Regions from separate parts of the Zea mays genome. Here region 2 is linked to region 1. The links are chromatin contacts, called in public Hi-C maps. All regions are on one chromosome and are shown on one strand. Each heading gives the region's core, a stretch centred on a gene start, on an enhancer-like site or on the middle of the called end of the contact. The rest is flanking DNA. Distances are from core to core; before and after follow the strand shown.

Evidence for each region. Hi-C and Micro-C count contacts between places; a contact is called where the count stands out from the background.
Region 2: a Hi-C map of ear shows a contact between it and region 1, with 3 times the contacts expected there. The contact joins the promoter of LOC111674469 here to the promoter of LOC100281742 in region 1. A contact is called at or near these places in 3 of 25 Hi-C or Micro-C datasets (bundle sheath, ear and endosperm).

Annotation. Positions count from the first base shown.
Region 1 is chr8:129,125,400-129,131,598 of Zm-B73-REFERENCE-NAM-5.0, forward strand. It overlaps LOC100281742 (arginyl-tRNA synthetase), which reads right to left and starts at 4,779. Exons shown (of 18, transcript NM_001368092.1): 1 at 4,682-4,779; 2 at 3,743-3,855; 3 at 3,526-3,647; 4 at 3,309-3,384; 5 at 3,052-3,153; 6 at 2,742-2,957; 7 at 2,046-2,126; 8 at 1,326-1,409; 9 at 1,141-1,245; 10 at 612-790. The coding sequence starts at 4,772.
Region 2 is chr8:129,695,614-129,701,761 of Zm-B73-REFERENCE-NAM-5.0, forward strand. It overlaps LOC111674469, which reads right to left and starts at 2,547. Exons shown (of 2, transcript NM_001359498.1): 1 at 2,304-2,547; 2 at 1-1,704. The coding sequence starts at 1,639. The coding sequence ends at 8. It overlaps LOC100216772, which reads right to left and starts at 2,569. Exons shown (of 7, transcript NM_001359497.1): 1 at 2,304-2,569.

The sequences.
Region 1 (6,199 bases), core at 3,529-6,028:
CTCCATAAAGCCATGGACAATAAATAAATAAATCCACATTAGATATATATATATATATATATATATATATATATATATATATATATATATATATATATATATATATATATATATATATATATATATATAGCAGCATCATAGGTTCAAAATTCAAATGCAAGTCATAAGCTTAAATGCAGGACAGCAGGACACCGCATTGCAAATACCATTTTAGTATAAAGGCAGGGTAGCATTAAAAGAGTACTATTGCAGATCTATTGACAATATAACTATAGCAGCATGTTTTCACTAAAAGTCGTAAGAATGGCTGCGACTGCAAAAGGGCTCCGCGCGCTGGAGGCTGCAGCAAAGGTGCCACACACTGGAGGCTCGAGGGCCTCTGCAGCAGCCACGCGATGGAGCAACGGACGCACAGCAGGGGCGAAGGGAGAGGAGGGCGACAGCGCTAGAGAAGGGGGCAATGGAGCAAGGGCGGTGGTGCTGAGCAGGGCGCACGCCACATCGAGTCGAAGACCCTGATCGAGCTTGCTCCAACGATAAGGCCGATTAATCGCGAATAGTCGGACGACTTTAAAACCTTGGAATGAACCCTCAAAAGCACAAGCACTTACCAAAGAGCAGTTAAGTCTGTTGAGGCATAGTTGAAGCCACCATCACTCTTAACAACAATCAAAGGGATTTGATGACCTTGAATAAATATAACTCGGGCACCCTCACTCTCCTTGATCAAGCCTTTGTTACTCAATTCCTCCAGCACTTGAGGAATATAAGGATTATAGAAACTCTCCCCCTGAAAGGTGCTAAATTAATTAGCCTAAACCAATGGCCTGGTCAGCTGCTTCATTGATGAGACAGACAACATGAGCATAAACATTCAACAATACCAATTGATCGAGCTTTGATTAACAAGTTAACAAGGGAAAGGGATACACATGCTCCAGTTAAAGCACAGATATGCATGTACTTTTCTGTGAAAAACTGAACATGGTAGAAGTTAATGTGAACAGGAATGTTGTTAAGATAATGCTATATGTAAATCAAACCCAAAATATCCATATGAGTAATTCACCTCGCACCTAAGTTCTGTAGTCAACCAACCTTTCTATCAAAAATATATGTTTCAACTACAATGTGTTGTACCTTTTCTTCAAGCACCACATTTAGGCGCTTGTAGACCAAGTCAAATTCGCTCCTGCTAATGTCACAAATTTTTTTCCATGCTTCTCGATATTTATCCTCCCCTCCCTACATATAATACAATGCTTGGATTAGAACATGTCAAGCTTCCCTGAGTCAGACTCAGACATCCAAAATGATGCACTCACCTGTAGCCGAACAACTCCTTGTTGAGCCCTTGCTTTAAAGTCTGGATCACTGTCAAACCTATGCTTGGATGCTTTATAGAAAATCTGTGTCATATAACCAAGTTAAAATGTTAGTCCCGATAGTAGGAACAAGACATGTCATACAACAAAAAAATGCCAATTTCCAGCACTTATTTTAAGTGATTTTGAAACACACGAGTGCTTGGATGGATTATAAAGGAAAACAGGCAACCAACTATTAAGTAGGTAGCAGGGTGCTCAACTTATAACAAGAAACTACCAACAAAAAGCAAAATCCATCATGAACAATGATAGACACGTTGAGGAGATAAATATATGAGACAATGCAATGGATTTTAGCAAGACGCCACAATACAATCACAACAGTAATTTGTACAAACACTGACAAGGCATAAGCCACTGCAGCAATAATAATGTTCATAACCATTGATAAGCATTGAATGTGGTTTTCACAAGTGCTACCAAGAATACAGTCAGAGCCTGTTAATTTTGACCAAATAAATATTTGTAAGTGTTGGGATATGTGGTTTGAGTAAATATTTCACAGAAATACTTTCATCATTTTATCCTGAATATTTTTAGTATATGACAACAAAACTTAATGGTCAACTCGGCATCATATTTAGCTTTCATGTTTGCATGTTTTGTATGCAGAGAGCCAAGAGACAAATAATTGCATCGTTGCATTGAATGTGTTACCTGAAGGTCCCCAATGGCCTGGCAACCTATCTCCTGCCAATTTGGAAATTTCTCAAAAAGATATTCTATTAGCATCCCAAACTGCATGAACACAAACATGAGTTAGCATGCTGCATGTGCAGCGGTAAACAGTCTCAATCTTTTAGGCCACATACAGAAAACCAAGGCACAAACTTCTCAAACAGCCCAGCCACACACAATATCTTTTAATTTATGCATGATTTTACTTCTTACAAAATGAAAATGTGCTCATAGGTAAGCCTAGATACAGAAATTACATGGACATTCCTACACATATAAAAAAAGGTAGTCATAATATTAAGGAAAGCTTGGTGATGCTTCTATAGAAAAAATAAATAAATCTCATTACGAAGTGGAAACAGACTCTGGGTATCAGGTAAGAAAACAGAATGCACAGTGTAAGGTACAAAAATGCAAATTGTCCAAGGTGATTAACACAACACCAGCAGAACCGGCGCTGAGTGAACCTTTTGGCCAATGAAGACAAAGAAAATTGCAGATGTAATAAGCAATGGTACGCTATAGAAGTAGGTATACGAAAGATTGGGCACCACTGCACCAGAGAGTATTTTTCACAAGAATCAAGTACTAAAGCAGTTCAGCCATATGTAAAAATATTTTGTTTCACCAAAAGCATGTAATAAAATGTTTAGATCACAATACAAGACTTGTTACCTGTGTACCCCAATCTCCCACATGGTTTCTGCGCAGAACAACAACATTCGAGAACTCAAACATGCGTGCTAATGTATCTCCAATAATTGTAGACCTTAAATGTCCCACATGCATTTCCTTTGCAATATTAGGTGATGAAAAATCAACCACTGTCCTATTTACTGGCAGAACTGGTGCCCAAGTCTTGATGCCGTTAACAAGCATATCTTGTATTCTCTGCAAATAATGTAGCTCATTGACAAATTGCGGGAATAGATAATGGCACTGCTAATGCTAGCATAACTTGTAGATAAAAAAATCTCAGTCAAACCTGTGCAACCCAGCGGTTTGATAAGGTAATGTTCACAAAACCAGGTCCAGCAACAGATGCAGATTCAATAATATCAGAAGACGGCAGATTCTTGGCAATGGCCTGAGAAAATGTGAAGAGAACAGTATGTTGTTAGTGTAAAAGAGCTTGAGCATGAATGAAAAAGTGAAGTGGGTCATAGAGAAATATTAGTTCCAAGTCTTATGAGAAAGTACTTAGTGTAAGTCTATACAACAAAAAGGTATACAGACAAATACCTGCCCAATGGAATTAGGGTTTTTGAAAATTGTTCCAGATCCTTTAACCTTTGACCATAATCCCATAGCATTGTTGCTGCACATGGTTCAGCAAGAATCAATTGATGAGCTCATGGAAGGAAAGTTAATTAATTATAATAATTAATAAAGAAGCAACAAATAGTCAGATTGTATGAGGGATCGATACAGCAGGTAAGGCAACATGCAAACAAGGTACCACTGGTAGTCAGCAAACTTTGCTGAAACTTCAACCATCGGTTCTACCTCCACATCGGGCAATGTAGTCTGGAGGGATGAAAGGACCAGCCTGGAGAGCTGTTGCTTGACACTCCCAGCCCGCTGCATGGTTAAATTCAAATGAAGCAGGGAAACTAGAAAAGAAAATTAAGCAATGCAATCATTTTCAGAGGCAGCAGCCCACCCAGTGCACTCACCACAGTGGATTCCTGCTCCTGAGGAGCAACGGAGGTCGAGGTCTCGTCTCCCATAGTGGTGGCACTGCACGAGATCCGCAGAAGCCTGGAGGAAGAAGCGGGTCTACAGTGACCTGACTAGCCAGAACGAGAAAACAGTCCAAATCAAACAATTAACCAATGCAGCGAGTCTTCAATGAACTGAAAAGGAAGCATAAAAGTGTGACACTCCTATCCCAATCCACTAACAATCCAAATGTGCCCACACTGTTCATTTGAAGCAGATTACGAAATCAAATGGCACAATTAACCGACGCCGTTCAAAAAAAAACCAAGTCCAAATTAATTAAGCAATAAAATGAGCATGAGTAACCGAACCCAAAGCATGACAAGTTCAAGGTTCCTGACAGACGATCCCAATCAGCTGATGCAATCCAAATCTAGTGCCTTCACCAGTTGTTAACAATTTAAAGCAATGTTTGTTAACAATTTAAAACAATTTAAAGCAATTTATTCATCTAGAAGAAGCGCACGTGAGTCCTGACGCTACACTAATCCCCGCTGATGCGAACGGGATTGGAGAGGGTGAGCCCCAGTACAGAGCAAATCTATAAACCCAGCCTTACCCAACATCCGAACCCCGAGCCCCCTCCAAAATCCACGGGGAAACCACGGAAACGCAGACACCATCTAGTTTGGGAGTCAAAAACGGGATTGGCTAAAATCCCCTTCTTATGCAGGCGATTTTAGCCCCTCTAGTCCCCTCCGGTTTTTGAACTCTCAAACTAGAATCTAATGCCCCACCCGGACTACCAACCCCTAAACCCCCAAAACCGCGCGTCCCACTCACACCGAGAGTCCGAGACCGAACCTAAAATCCTCTCGGCTGTTTCTCCGCGGCGAGCTGAGGCGGTCCGAGAAGAGGGCTCGAGGAGGAAGGAGAGAGGGAAGCGAACTCACCGGAGCGCGGGGCGCGGAAGAGGAGCGGGAGACGGAGGCGCGCGGGGGTAGGCGCCGCCACTGCAGTTGCTGCTGCCGCGAGAGCTTGCATCCTCGTCCCGCCGTCAGTTAAATACCCCCTCCCCCTCTCACGGTCACAGGAGGTAGCGTAGCGTGCGCGACACAGACAGTCACACTCACTGACTCACAGTACACAGGCACCGCGCGACGGCGCGAGGCTTGTCGAGGGGTCGTTTGGCTTGCCTTTTTTCTTCCAAATATATGTACTTCTATTCGTTTTAACTCTTAATTTTGTATATTCATATATATAGAAAAAACATATAAATCTAAACACGTAAAACACATACTCAAATATTGTTTGAATCTAGTAATTATTTAAAATAGGTTTTAATTTAGAACAGAAGAAGTATTATATATAATTATATTACTCTGTCTTTTCATAGGATATTTAATTTTCCTATATAATTTTACTTTATATTTAGCTACATATTATGTCTAAATATATATGATAAAAATAATACTTCTATAAAATATAGATCCTATATTATATGAACTCGGCCATTTTACATTTAGTAGCTACATATTATGGATTTCCACCTCTTAATTAGGGTATGTTTAGTTCAGTCATAGACCACCAAAAATATAATTATAGATGTGAGCTACAAAAAATCTGTTATGAACTGACGTTGTGCGAAAACTAAAATATGTTTGGTTGAAATAACTATTAGTTGTAGATATAAGAGCATGGTAGCTTGTGTCGGGGTTAAAAAAACCCATGCACCAAGGCTTGTGGGTCACGATGAGGGCTAGTTTGGTGACTAGGGAATTCGAGGAGATCCATGGGGAGGTTCCCGGTCACCAAAACAGCCCTGAGTAAAATCGCTCCAAAGAGGCTTGAATGAGACCCAACTAACCCCCGAGCGCAGGCGGACCAATGTCAACTCTATGGGGTGGCATCAGTCTCAAGCCCTAACGCGAAGTAGGTGCACCTAGGGGTCGGTCGAGACGGAAGAGGATCGGGCGAACCGCACCCCTCCTAAAAGGGTCGGCTTAATCGGACGCGAGCGAACCACACACAATTTGCGGGTCGAATGTTGAAAGGAAAATGTGCACTTGGACCATTTATAGTTGTGTCGGGGACCATAATTAGGGGTACCCTCAAGACGCCTAATTCTCAGCTGGTAACCCCCATCAGCATAAAGCTGCAAAGGCCTGATGGGTACGATTAAGTCAGGGATCAGTCCACACGAGTGACTCGATCACGCTTCACCCGAGCCTAGCCTCGGCCAAGGGCAGCCGACCTCGAGAGACTTCTGTCTCGCCCGAGGCCCCCTTTTTATGGCGGACACATCACCGGCTCGCCCGAGGCCTTGGCTTCGCTCAGAAGCAACCTTGACTAAATCGCCGCACCGACTGACCAAATTGCAGGGGCATTTAACGCAAAGGTGGCCTGACACCTTTATCCTGACACGCGCCCCCGGCAGAGCCGAAGTGACCGCCGTCACTCCACCGCTCCAC
Region 2 (6,148 bases), core at 1,297-3,796, 570 kb after region 1:
ATGTGAATCAATCATGCAACAAATGAGCAGTATATGATTCTATGATTTCTTCATCAACAGAAATGGATGAACCATGTTGCTCCCATGAGGATAATCTGATATGTGTCTTGAGCTGCCTTGTCATGTATTCCAAGGTTTCATAAATTTCCCTTCGATCATCATGTGTCTTGTCCTCTACCAAGAATTCATGGACAACACCATCAAGTTCTATCCAACTACACCCTGGTTTTTTGAAGATTTCAAGAGTCAACATTTGCTGCCTCAACTCTTGAGCTTCTCTCCATTTATTTGATGATGCATACATGTTCCAAAGTAGCACATAAACTCCATCATCTCCAGGCTCTATCTTTATAATTTCCTTTCCAGCAATCTCAGCCAGCCTATTATTGCCATGAACCAGACATGCACTAAGAAGTGACCTCCATATAACAATATCAGGCACCAGATTCATATCAGCTATTAGATCTTCTGCTTCCTCTAGTAATCCTCCCCGTCCTAACAGATCAATCATGCAACCATAGTGCTCAAGTCGGGGATCAATTTTGTATACTTGACGCATTCTGTTGAACAATTCTCTACCTTCTTCTATCAAGCCAGCATGGCTGCATGCTGACAAAACAGAAACAAAGGTTACACTGTTTGGAACTATTCCAGCTCTAAGCATGTCCTGAAAGAGCTCAAGAGCTTTCCTCCCATCTCCCTGGACTGTACAGCATGAGATCATAGTCGTCCATGTAAAAAAATCCTTTGACTGGATTTCTTGGAACACAGAAAATGACATCTCAATGCGCCCACTCTTTGCATACATATCCATCAGAGCATTGCTAACAATTATATTCGAGCTGGCATTGCATTTGCTTCCATACCCATGAATGACACTCCCTAGATCCAGAGCACCAATGTCAGCACAAGCTGAGAGTACACCTACGATTGTAACATGGGTAGGGCGATGGCCCTCCAGTACCATCCTACCAAAAAGCTCTAGAGCCCGTACAGGCTGCCTGCCTTGCACATGACCAGTTATCAGTGTTGTCCAAGCAACTGCACTCCTCACAGGAACCAGATCAAAGAACGACAGTGCAGAATCCAGACCAGCACATTTGATATGACCATGCAGCATGCTACCCCATGTGACCTCATCTTTCAGAAACATCCTATCAAACACCTTTACCGCAGACTCAAACTCCCCACACTGGCTATACATATCTATTAATGCATTGCCAACGACGACCTCGTGATCCAATCCAAGCCGAAAAATAAGGCCATGGACTGCCCTACCAACCACTAGATCACCAGCACCACTAGAGGCAGACAGGGCACCAACAACCGCAAAGCCATCAAGGTGGTGGCCAGCGGCAACAACACGAGCAAACAAGGATATAGCTTCGCGTTGGTGATCTAACTTGAGATGGAGGGACATGAGGCTAGTAAAGAAGATAAGGTCAGGGTGTGGGATCTCATCGAACAGCTTGCGAGCATCAGCTACATGGCCAAAATCAGCGTAGCAGCGGAAGATTTTGCAGGAAACAGACTGATGGTTGGGGTGGAGACCATGGGTAACAGCCAGAGCGTGGATTCTCTGGAGCTCTCTTAGCTTTTTGCAGTGGGCAAGGAGGTGGTGGCAAATGCTTCTATTCATGTATCTTCTCCTTGAGGTAACAAAATCTGGAGGTTTGCGTTCCTTGATACCTTGAATGTTGACACCTGGAATTAGAGCTGAAATTACTGGGAAAACAGCAGCAGCTACAATGCGACCTATAGTAGAGGAATAAAGACTATTCACAGCTTGTGCATCGGTGTTTTGCTTCCCCCAACCGATTCTAATCTGAGCTATTCAACAACTCAAATTAAACTAGCATTGTCAAGTGCAGAACAAGAAAAAGTGACCCGTTCATGGCTATACACGATCAATCCATCACCAACAACTACCTCACTTCACGGTCCAATACTCCAATCCAAGCCAGAAATTAAGGCATGCACTGCCCTACCGACCATTGATCACCAGCGACCTAAAGACTAATGAAGACTATTCGCAGCATGTTCATCGTTGTTTTGCTACCCATAATAAATTCTAATCGCAGGTATTCAACGACTCAAAAAAAAAACTGGCTTTGCCAGGGGCAGACCAGTAAAAGGGCTCCCAAAAAATTAAAGTTAGCAGGTATAACGCATGTACACTGCAGTCGTAATTACTAGATAAGAACCGGGTTCCGGGACAGATAGGAGATAGCTGAATAGATCACGTTCATGGTTTGGGATGCCGGTTTCGTATAGCAGGGACGGAAAAGAAGGGGTCGGTATACCCTGTGAGTGCTCGTCCGGAGAAGGGCCTGACGAAGATGCACGGACGCGGGGGTAGATCTCGCCCTCGCAGCTTGGGCACAGCCGAGCAAAGGGCCGCCGGTGCCGTCACCGGCCGCTAGGAGGGATGGGGCCGTGCGACGTGCGTCCCGGGCTACCGGCGGTCGTGCCGAGAGCGCCGAACGGGGACGCGGGACGGAGGGAGTGCAGTGTGCAGCAGTGTGCGCCGCCGCACCTGTGGTGAGTGAGGTCGTGCGGCGGAATGCTGGTGCTAAAAAGGGGTGAAGCTCTAGGGTTCCACCATGCATGGGGGCATTGGGCTGTTGGGCTGTACAAGTAATGTTGGGCTATTAAATTCGGGATCCCGCTAAGTATAATAAGTTTTGATTCTGGACTAAATCTTAGTCTCTCTAGATCATCTCCAACAATGCCATATACAGGTATTGTATCTTGAATTATAGGACATTTTTCTAAAAATATAGCTCCAACAATTTCCCTATTTCATAAAAAAAATAAAACTGAATAGGACACCTCATCTTATATCCCAAATATACAACATGTATACAGTTGCCCTATCCCTGGATCGAACTAATCGGAACATTCACCGTTGACATCTCCTTCCTTGCGTCCTCCAGATCCCATCGTTTTCTTCCTTCTACCCAAACCGCACCTACCGCCTCCTTGCCTTCTTCCTCGCGCCCTTCTGTTTACCTGATCCCCTTGTTGTGCTACCCCTAGGAGCAGCTGCTTGGTCGCCCCATGGAGGCATCGCCGCCAACCATCTATCCCTAAGTCGGCGTCCCCATCTCCTATTACATAGCGTCATCCTTCTCTTCTTAGACAATCACCCCCTACATTGACGCCCTTGTGGGCACTTCCCCCTACCCCACTAGCAGCAATCGCACTTGCGTGCACAACCGTCGCCCCCCACGTGCACTTCCCCCTGCCCCACGATCTCTTGTCCCCATTACCCATTAATGGACCACGAGCAACGTGTCCAAGAGGTTGCAATCAATGCTCGACGCAAGTCATCGCTCCAGGCTACAATTGGTGCAATTCTAGGAGGCCGAACTGGTTTTCGCCAAACATCTGGTGGGAGCACCATAGATGGCAGTGCCATGTCACAGCCTAAGGCTAAACCTGTTGCAGCGCCTGCATCTACACATCGCTTGACCCCCGACATCGTTGATCATGACTGAATGATACATGATTATAGGTATGTCGCCCCTAATGGTTATCTCTATTCAATGAGGATGATTGTGTATGCAGCACCTGAACACACTGCTTTAATGTTCATGATTATTTGTGCTTAGTGATTGTGCTTGTCTCTGTTCAATACTTCATGTGATAATTTTGTTTGAATTGTTGTTCCCCATTAGTTGATTACACAGGTTGTTGGCATGTCTATATATTACTTGTTTTGTTTTGTAGTACAATGTCCTCCAAAGATAACTACTTCATAAATTTGCTTAACCAAGATGAAGTACAAGCTTTAGGCTCAAGGGACAATGTTGAATATGATTCTGAATTCTCAAAGTCACCGCTTGCGGCTGACATGAATTTTCAGACAAATTCAAAGGACCGATCAAAAAGTTTTAACGAAGACGAGGACATGTTGCTTGTGTCGGCTTATCTAAATGTTAGCAAAGATCCTATTGTTGGATGGGATAAAAAAGATGGTCGATTTTGGGAATGAATTCACAAATAATATTATGACAACTTATATGTTCAACCACATCATAATTATGCATCGTTGCGGCATAGGTGGGGGATAATCCAACAAGAAGTTAGTCTTTTTCAAAGTTACTACGAAGCCATAGAGAGAAAGAATGAAAGTGGAAAAACAATCAATGATAAGGTAAATTGTTTATGTTTATTGATCTTGATTGCCATACAAACATCTCATGTGTTTGTCATGTTATTTTTTAGATTGCTAAAGAAAAAGATGTGTTCCATCAGTTAATAAAAAAGGCCTTTACATGGTTCCATGCGTGGAATATTCTTAGGCATGAGCCAAAGTAGTCATCAATAAAAGGTCCCATTATGGTCACAAATTTGGATGGTGAAAGTGGTACTGATGGTGACATCGTTAATCTTCCTAGACCTCCTAGAAGGAAGGCTGAGAAGGAAAATTTGCGAGCCAGAAAAAGGGAAGACAACGATTGTTATCCATTCATTGAAGAAATGAAAATATAGAGAATCCAGAGTGTAGCCATACAACAATCAAAAGGCACGTGATGGCATGTTCTTTGAGCTACAGAAGCAAAAGCTAGACAAAGGAAGAGAGCTGGAGAAGCAAAAGCTAGACCTTGAAAGAGATCAGCATGACAAAAAAGGTGGTGGAAACTGACACGAGTACAATGGATGATGAGGCCAAACAATATTACAATGGATGATGAGGCCAAACAATATTTCAAGTTACTGAAACAGGAGATGTTAGCTTGACGTTTCAAGATTCCACAACCATAGATGTTTGTTGGTTATGCTCTGTTTATTGGTTTAGTTTGCTATGCACTTTATGCTCCTATGTTTGCTACATTTAGTTCAACAATTATGTCTGAAACACGTGGGCTGAAAGATGGCACTTTTGTTTGTTAGTGTTTAGTATCACCTTTCCCTTGTGGCTCTTTAAGATTAGTCGGAAGGTTTTGATGATGAGAGCCATCTCATCATCAAGCTTGGAGGGGTCATTTGAAAGCTCCTTGCTTGGTGCCCCTACCTCCTTCGTCTCACTTGTTGCCTTGAGGGCAACAATTCGTGGCTCGGTGGCGGATACATTTCCTTGAGTGAAGTCCTCGACGTGTTTGGACTCCTTAACCATCATCTCATGGCTAAGGAACTTGACAAGCACCTCCTCGGGGGTCATCACCTCATACCTAGGATTTTTACGCAATAAAGTAACAAGTGTATCATTACATGAAATGAGTGACCTTAGCATGAGTTTAATGACTTCATGGTCGGTCCACTTTGTGCTCCCAGGGTTAGGGATTTGGTTCACCAATGACTTGAGTCGGTTGTACATCTCTTATGATCCTTCTCCGTTGTTGATGGCAAACCTTCCAAATTATCCTTCAATGAGCTCCATCCTTGTGATCTTGTCACCTTCATTTGTTATCTTGAGTGTGTCCTAAATCTCCTTGGCGGTTCTCAACCCATTCACCTTGTTGTATTCTTCCATACACAAAGAGGTATGTAATACCATTATGGCTTGGGTTGCGGTGGATGATTTGGGCCACCTCATCTGGGTCGTAGTCCTCATTACCGATCTCTGATATATTCATTCCTAAATCAACAACATCCCAAATACTTGAGTGGAATGAGTATAAGTGACTCTTTATTTTAAGACTCCACCATGAATAATCCTCGCCATCAAATTGTGATGATTTTCCTAATAGAACTAAAAACAAAGGAGTATGTTTAGGAATGCAAGGATAACAAAATGGAATTTGGTTAACCGGTTTGCTCTCATGGTGCTTTGAAGATGTAGATTCAACGCGGGATGTAGAAGGTGATGAAGAAGTGTCAGTCTCATAGTAGACCACCTTACTCATCCTTTCCTTATTGTCGTCCTTCATCTTGTGCGATCTGGAGGATCCTTGGGATTCTTCTTTCTTTCCCTTGTGCTTCTCCCTCGAGGGCACTTTTTCTTTGGGCTTTCCTCCTGACGGCATCTTTCCTTTAGGCTTTTCTCCCGAGGGCATCTTCTCATTCTTGCCTGTGAATTCTCCCGACATCACTTCAAGTTGTTCGACTCTAGATGAAGTGTCGATCTTGGGTACCAATTGAAAGTCGCCTAGAGGAGGGGAAAATTTATCGCTAAATACAAAAACTCAAACCCGGATAGGCG